Linked DNA regions of Sus scrofa: region 1 is linked to region 2. The links are chromatin contacts, called in public Hi-C maps. All regions are on one chromosome and are shown on one strand. The core of a region is the stretch at or near the end of the contact, and the rest is flanking DNA. Distances in the headings are between cores, read along the strand shown. Region 1 holds the start of ZNF3 (zinc finger protein 3). Region 2 overlaps ZKSCAN1 (zinc finger protein with KRAB and SCAN domains 1).

Region 1 (3,721 bases), core at 1,177-3,676, 41 kb after region 2:
AAACATGAGATTGTTTATTTCTCTGTTTTTATCCCTATTAAGGTTCCCCGCTCCCCAGTTGCTACGACAATCAAAGGGGGTCTATTTTCTGTGGCCCTGGTAAGACATAACATTAGTACCTAGAATAAGGTTGCGATCTCAAGCACCAGGTTGTGTTTCACAGCTTAATGCTGTGGCAAGAATCAGCAGATAGAGAACAGGTGCAGCAGCCACCAGAGCATCCTTCCACTTTGACAAGAACACAAAGGCAACCCCTGGATTTTGTCTACCCCTTTCTCTTTATTCATCTGCTCATGTAACATTTATTGAATGCCAATTACACTGCAAGGCACTACTGGAAGAAGTAAAAAAAATCAGCAATGCAAAAGCCATTTGCTCCACCACTAAAGATGCTTGCATTCACATAAGGCATAAGAAGGGGAGGGGCCCCAAGAGTCACTCAGAGCTCAGAGAACTCAGAAAAGCAATGAATCAGGCAAGAGCCAGGCCACCGACAATCACAGTGACACCTTCTTGCCTCCATCACTCTCTTGGCTGGGGGCCTTCAGCGCTTTCTCAGAGCCAGCCGTCTTTTCCTTCCTATCAACCAAGTTTACCATCTTCAGGGCTGTTTATAAGCAGAAACCCCCAACAAATCAGCTCTCCGTCCAACCTCTCCATAGAAAGGAAAGTCAGAGGCTCTGACTTCAGAGAAAAAAGCAGTGCTCCCTCCTCCCAGCTGGGTAAGCCGAAGCTGGAACGCAAAGGCATATTGTTGAGAACAAGTCCCCAGTGCCTGGATCAGTAAACAATGTTTCTCCCAGAAAGAAAAACCTCCACTGTGCCCCCACAGCATCAAGTCCAAGCAGGGCCCTTCCCCTGTGCCACTGCCAGCCCCACTCCTGGGAGACTTCCTGAGGACTAGAAAAGGTGACCTGGCAGTGACAAATCATGGAAAGCTTTACCTGCTGGATCTGTTCCTTCCTTCTTTGGAATTAGTCTCTGGAAGGCCAGAGTGGCAATTACTGGGACCTTGGCAGCCTCTGTTCAAGTCCCTGGGAACTGTGACTTAATTGATGCCAGTGCTGTATGACTAAGGGGAAAAAAAGAAAAAGGAATTTTAAATGTTTATGTCAGAGTTCCCTCATGGTGCAGTGGGTTAAGGATCTGGTGTTGTCACTGCTGTGGGTCTGGTTACATCTGTGGCAGGGGGTTTGATCCCGGGCCTGGGAACCTTTGTATACAGCGAGTACAGTCAAAGAAAAAAAGAAAAAGACCACGACTGGCATTTGTGTTGTGGCTTTAGAGCTGAAACAGAAGTCAGGGTTCTCTAGGTCAACCTCCCACCCAGTGCAAGAAACATCTTCCGAAGTTCCTAACGTTCTGTCAGCTAACTTGCTGGACACACATGGCTACTTCAGCGGGGAGTCTGTTCCACTGCTGCACAGGTTCGCCACTGGAGAGGTCTTGAGATGTCAAGCTAAAAATCTGTCCCCTGGATCTTCAACTCTTCAGAGGCCTCATGCCCTACGAAGCTTTAGTGATAGAATCTTCTCCTTCCATACCACTCTCCACCAAACACTTGAAATCAAGTGATGCCTGCACCCCACGAATTTCACTTCTCCGAGAAAAGCACCTTTAGTGCCAATAATTATCCCACAGATTGCAGGCTCATCATCGTGCTTTATCCACTCCTGGAGTTTACACATACCCTTCAGAACTTAAACAACGGGCTGTGTTCGATCCCACTTTGAAAAGCGAATCAAATAGGGGATCTAATACAACTGAAAAATGGGACACAGTGGTACCACTCCCCGAAAGAGACTCGACTGACTGTGCGCCTGGGAGATTATTCCGGAATCTGAGCAGTTCTAACTGCGCACTCTTCGTAGAACTCCTCGTTCTTTGATCTTCAGATCCAGCCGGAGTAAAAACAGACCCTCCCTCCGGCCGCGGGCGCGGAGAACTGTTAACATCAAATAAAAACGTCTCGGAGAACTACCAAGTTAGGGTCGCTGTCACGAGCTGTCTGAAGGCGCGGGACGCCTCTCCGGCCATACTGGAACTTTTTAAGGGCTCGAGCTGGGCGCTGTGCAACTCACAGAACCACAACAGCTGCTCCTTTCCTCCCCGATGCAGGGCGCGCTGGGGGGCGGGGTCCCTGGGGAAGCGAGTCCTGACTGGCGCCTCCCCGCACCCTGCTCCGGGCGGGCCTGGGGACCCCGCGGGCCGCAGCGGCACAGACACCACCCCTTTCCCGGCGACCTCTGCTTCCGTCCCACCGCGAGCCCCAGGGGCGGCCGGACTCACCCTGGGGGCAGGGACGGGAGATTTGGGGGGCTGGACACCGACCAGGCCCCGCTGGACCCTGTCACAGAGCCACACACCGGGGACAGAACAAAGAACGGAAGTTCCCTGCGTTTCGCTTCCGGGTCAGTCCGAGTCACCCCCCGCTACACACACACATACACACAACGCTCCGGGTCCCCCACGTCCACTTGTTCTCTCTAGGAAAATGGGAGGTCTGCGTCTCTCTGTGGTTTGCTGACTGGGCTCCGGCCCCAGCGCGGATGCCATGCTCCGCGCCTGCTGCCCCCGCCCGCAGCGCCCCCTGCTGGCCGGGCGTGGCGGGGCGCCGCGCACCTGGTCCTCACGGCGCATGCTCGAGCGCGGCAGGCGGGGGAGCAGAAGGCGCGGTGTCTGGGGTAGAGGGTCGCTGCTGCGCTTCCACGAAGTGGAGTTTTAAGCCCTAAGGTCGCCTACAGACGGACGCTTGAAGGATTCAATGGAGAAAATGTATCTTCATCTGAAGTTTCCAAACAAATCAGGTTTTGTGTTTGTTTCATGTAAAATGCCTCCTTTAAATTACCAAAATCTTTTTTTTTTTTTGCTATGTTTTGCTGGGTCCGCTGCACCCAAGCCTCGGCAATGACAATGCCAGATCCTTAAACTCCAAATTACCAAAATGTGAAGAGAACGTTCTGGCGCAGCAGAGAATGCATGTGAGGACAAAACCTGCTGGGAGCAGAAAAGATGTGGGGAAGTTATCCATCTAGATCCATCCGGATCCGAAGAAAACAGGTGAGGCCCCATCAATGTGGAGAAAGTATGAAATAGGTGAGATGCTTGAGGAAATGAAAAGCAAGCTTCTTGGTTCACTCACTTTTATGCCCTCACAAGAGGAATCCTTGAAGTGTCAGAAACATCCTTCAGATTATATACAAAAGGAAGTTTTGTGATCTGATTCCCCTTATGGCCCTGCCTCGCATTTGATCGCAGTTTTTCTGCTTCCAGTATTTATAGTGCATCCATTCAGTTTTGCAGTGCAACAGGCCTTACTCTCCAGTGACTTCAGTCTAAGGACAGGAAATATGTGCTGGGGAAAAGGTGACAAAGAGCAGGGCCCTGTCAGGAGGTGACAAGACTTTCCAGTAGCGATGCAGGCCAGTCGGGAAGATGGAGTGTTCTCTGCAGAGTCAGCAACCAGTGCAAAGGCCCTGAGGCATGAGAGAACAATTAACAGGTAACAAAACTGGAGGGTGGCCCAAGAGGTGTGGGTGTGTGACCCATTTCCAGTCCTTCTGGACCCCAGCGAGAATTTGAGCAAATGCTTGGAATGGCCAAGCCGCTCAGCAAACTCCACTCCCCCCCAGGAAGGCATTTTTCCTTTTTCTCTTCTCAATTCCTTATAATCCCACTTGTCCCTCCAGGACAAGAACAGAGATGAAGGAGGAGGCAGTGG
Region 2 (3,431 bases), core at 771-3,270:
CATACAGCAGAGAATTCATTCCAGGAAGGAGCCTCTTGAATGTGATACATACGGCAAAGCCTTTCATCCCATCTCAGCCCTGAGCAGCAGAAAGCTGACACTGTACATAAACGTTATGAATATTCTGTGTGAGGAGAACTTTTCTTGTATAGCACTCACTGCTTTGGGCAGAAAGTGAATTCCGTCAGTATGTTCCGATCATGTAATGAATTTCAGAAACACTGCAGAAGCTCAATCTTAACTCCAGAGGATCCATGGAAGACAAAAAAAAAAAAAAAGTGGGGAAATGCTAAAGAAATAGCAAAATGTACAACTTCTTACAAAGATTGTCAACATTGGGTACTTCTATATATTTTGTACGACTGTACCGTCGGTGTCTGTGTTTTGTACCTCTAGCCCCTGTTATTCTGTATATTCCCTGTAAACAGATAATGTATTTTATTTTAATCTATTTGACAGAAGACATCACTCCAAGAGAGCAAAGATCTGGAGTGAGTCATGAAGTTGATGTGGTTATGGACGAAACGCCAGTTCACAGAACTGAGAAGGGAGAAGAGGAGAAGAAATCTTCATAGTTTGGTGCTTATCATGTCCAGAGAGGAGATGAGTAGATTCGTTAGGAGAGACAGGTTAATCGGGCACTAAAATGGAACAGTTCCTATAAACATTAGCGGCTTCCTGAGAGCTTTCTCCGCAAAGCCAGGAAGTTGACCTCCTAGCTGCCGGATCACCACGTCAGGCAATGAGAATGGGTTCTCTGAGCTCGTTGCGGGGGGAGTAAGGTCTGCTCCATGACCTGGGAGAAGGGAGTGTCCTGGGAAGGCCAGTGGGACCACTTAACCTTGACCGGATGCTCTAAACCGTAGTCCCGCTTCCCCCACTAACTCGTAAATCTTTGTGCTTCGAAAAATGGGGGTAGGAGAGCACCACGATGGGCTCTTTCCTGGAAAATAGGCACAGATGCATCCCATTCGTGGCATTGCAGGAAGGCTTAAGAAGCATTTTGAGATTCTCCTCTTGACCGGCTCCTGTGTACCTCCCCTGCCCCCGCTTCCTTCCCCAGGCTTGTGATTAGGAGGAGAGAGGGCTTGTGAAGAGACTTGGCTGTGAAAGAACTTTTTTCCTAATTTCTGTCCTCGAGTTAATCACCTTTTCTTGCAGGGTCTGGTCACCCTGATGTACTCATCTAAAGTGAGCCAGCCGGGTTCATCCTGCCATCTTCCCGGAAGAGTCCTTGTGCGAACTGGAGTCACAGTATTAAGACGTAGTCAAACAGCGACAGCAATACTGGCCAGAGGAGGCATCTTTTTGCGTGTTCTGCTCTGTGCAACTTCTCAGAAATATTTACACGGGGGCTGTGGTTCCCCAGCTGGGAAACCAGAGGAAGGTCTGCAGATCGCAAAGCGAAATAGAGAATCAGAGAAAAGGCAATTAAGTGGTATAAATAGATGTTTTCGTAGAAGTTAGAGTAGATTTTTATTTCAGCTACTACTGGAGAATATAATAAAATTATTTGAAAAGGTTCCCTAACATTTAGGTTTCGTTTTTAGAGTGGACATACTACTGTACATTTAAAAGTAGTTACTTATTTTGCTATTCAAATTAATTTTTTATTATATCTCAAAGTGAAATTATCCGTTTCACTTTTCCAAGCTTTGTAGAACAAACTTGAAGTTACAGGGAGGTAAGCCATCTCCAATTCTGCAGGTCAAACAAACGTTTGGGAAATATTTTAAACATCTCATAATGCGGAGTGTCTTAACATGAGTTTCACGTTGTCTGGTTCTGTTTAATAGTAGATGCCATAAACCTCATGTCTCTCTCTTAAAAACAGTGGAAGGTAACAAGTGGAATTCGGTTGACTTCTAAACAGTGATCTGCTGTCATTTTAACAGGTTTCTTTTCCTTTTCATCTTTGAGATTCTCACCTCCTTTTACAAAAGAATCATGAGTCACTTCAGATTACACCATAATGAGGAATGTTCATCGGTCTTAAAATCGCATTTGCTCCCTTCAGCAAGGGCTCACTAGGCGGTCAGGCTGAGTGTTTTGAGATACGGAAAATAAGGTCTGTGAGTGATGGGAAGATGGTATGGAAACTGGGGATTTCGTTCTAGTTTCTCATTTGGGTTTCAAGTGTCTTTAGTCCAGGGTAAGGGACTGGGCAGCTGCCATGGCCCCAAGTCGCTATCAGTTAGTCTCCAGACAAGGTCAGGGAGGAGAGTGGGGAGGAGGGGTTTCAGGGCCGGCCTCCCAGCTGAGGAAGAGTATGAGGCCTGGGCGGGGGAAGAGTGTTGTCGGGAGCCACGGCCACGGCCTGCCCGCCCCCCACCCCCACCCCAGCCCTTTGCACCATTTACCAGTTGCAGGAAGGTTTCCGTCTGCCCAGGCAAGGACAAAGCATATTTGACTTGGAGGTGCTTCTGCTGGTTGCAGGGGTTCTTACTGTGAAAAGCCACGTGAGGGGGGCTGGGTGGGAGGAGGCGGGTGGTGATTGTGCAGGAAGATCTTGTACTAAAAATACATGAGCTTAGGGGCACAGGGTGGGATGTGCAAGCAAAATCTGCGGTTATTTTAAAATGAACATATGTATTTTTATTAACTTTGAGTTAAATATAGATTATTACAACCAGGTCAACATGATAAGCCTAAATCTATATAGAGAGCTAACTCAGGCATTGTCTTGTTCATCTGTACACAGAATGAAACAGACCTTTTCCTGTTTTGTCAGGTCCTAGTTTCTTTTAGTTTAAAATAAATTAGACCAAAAGGAGAAACTTGTTTGTCTTTGTATACCTGCAGAAGTAAGTTATTGCTGTTAAAACCTGGCCTTTTCGTTTCTCTGGGTCTTTGAAGAATCCAGCTGCTTGTCTCTGTTCAGTAAGTGGTTTGTAAATTGCATCTGTTCATTTAAAAATCCTCATTAACATTTCTAGAAAGGCTTCTTTTAATAAATAATGGAGTCTTCGAGAAAAAGAGATATTCTTATTTTTTAAAGCTAGGAACCTCCTCCATTGAAAATAATAACTTGAACATTGATCGAAGGCTAAAGTTTCAATCACAAGCAATGGCAGCAAAGTAAAATTTATATGCATATATAGTCCATTTTAGGAGGCCGGTGGTGTCGGACAAAAAAAAAAAAATGTTAGGGTAGTGAGGTCGGGGAAGGAAATTGGGGGGATTTGTAATAAATATTCTCTATGTTGTTTCTCTACTGGGTCATGGTAAAACAATAAATTATCATCTCTAGGTGGCAGTAGTTGTGATGTTTGTTTTTTGTTGTCCTTTGTTGTGTAAAATTCATATTTTGGGTAAAAGTACAATTTCAAAGTCAAAACCTAGAACTAGGAGTTCCCACTGTGACTCAGCGGTAAGAACCCGACTAGTATCCATGAGGATTCGGGTTCGATCGCTGGCCTCGCTCAGTGGGT

The links. Hi-C and Micro-C count contacts between places; a contact is called where the count stands out from the background.
Region 1: a contact with region 2 is called in a Hi-C map of blood, with 2.0 times the contacts expected there. A contact is called at or near these places in 1 of 5 promoter capture datasets (liver), 17 of 47 Hi-C or Micro-C datasets (alveolar macrophages, blood, brain and 8 more) and 2 of 2 datasets of targeted methods (alveolar macrophages and skeletal muscle).

The regions. Positions count from the first base shown.
Region 1 is chr3:7,980,267-7,983,987 of Sscrofa11.1, forward strand. It overlaps ZNF3 (zinc finger protein 3), which reads right to left and starts at 2,427. Exons shown (of 6, transcript XM_021086192.1): 1 at 2,290-2,427; 2 at 945-1,072. LOC110259870 (a long non-coding RNA gene) reads left to right here and starts at 2,575. Exons shown (of 4, transcript XR_002342273.1): 1 at 2,575-3,060.
Region 2 is chr3:7,939,246-7,942,676 of Sscrofa11.1, forward strand. All of the region lies in intron 6 of ZKSCAN1 (zinc finger protein with KRAB and SCAN domains 1), which reads left to right. Among named protein-coding and RNA genes, the nearest start is that of ZKSCAN1, 20 kb to the left of the region's middle.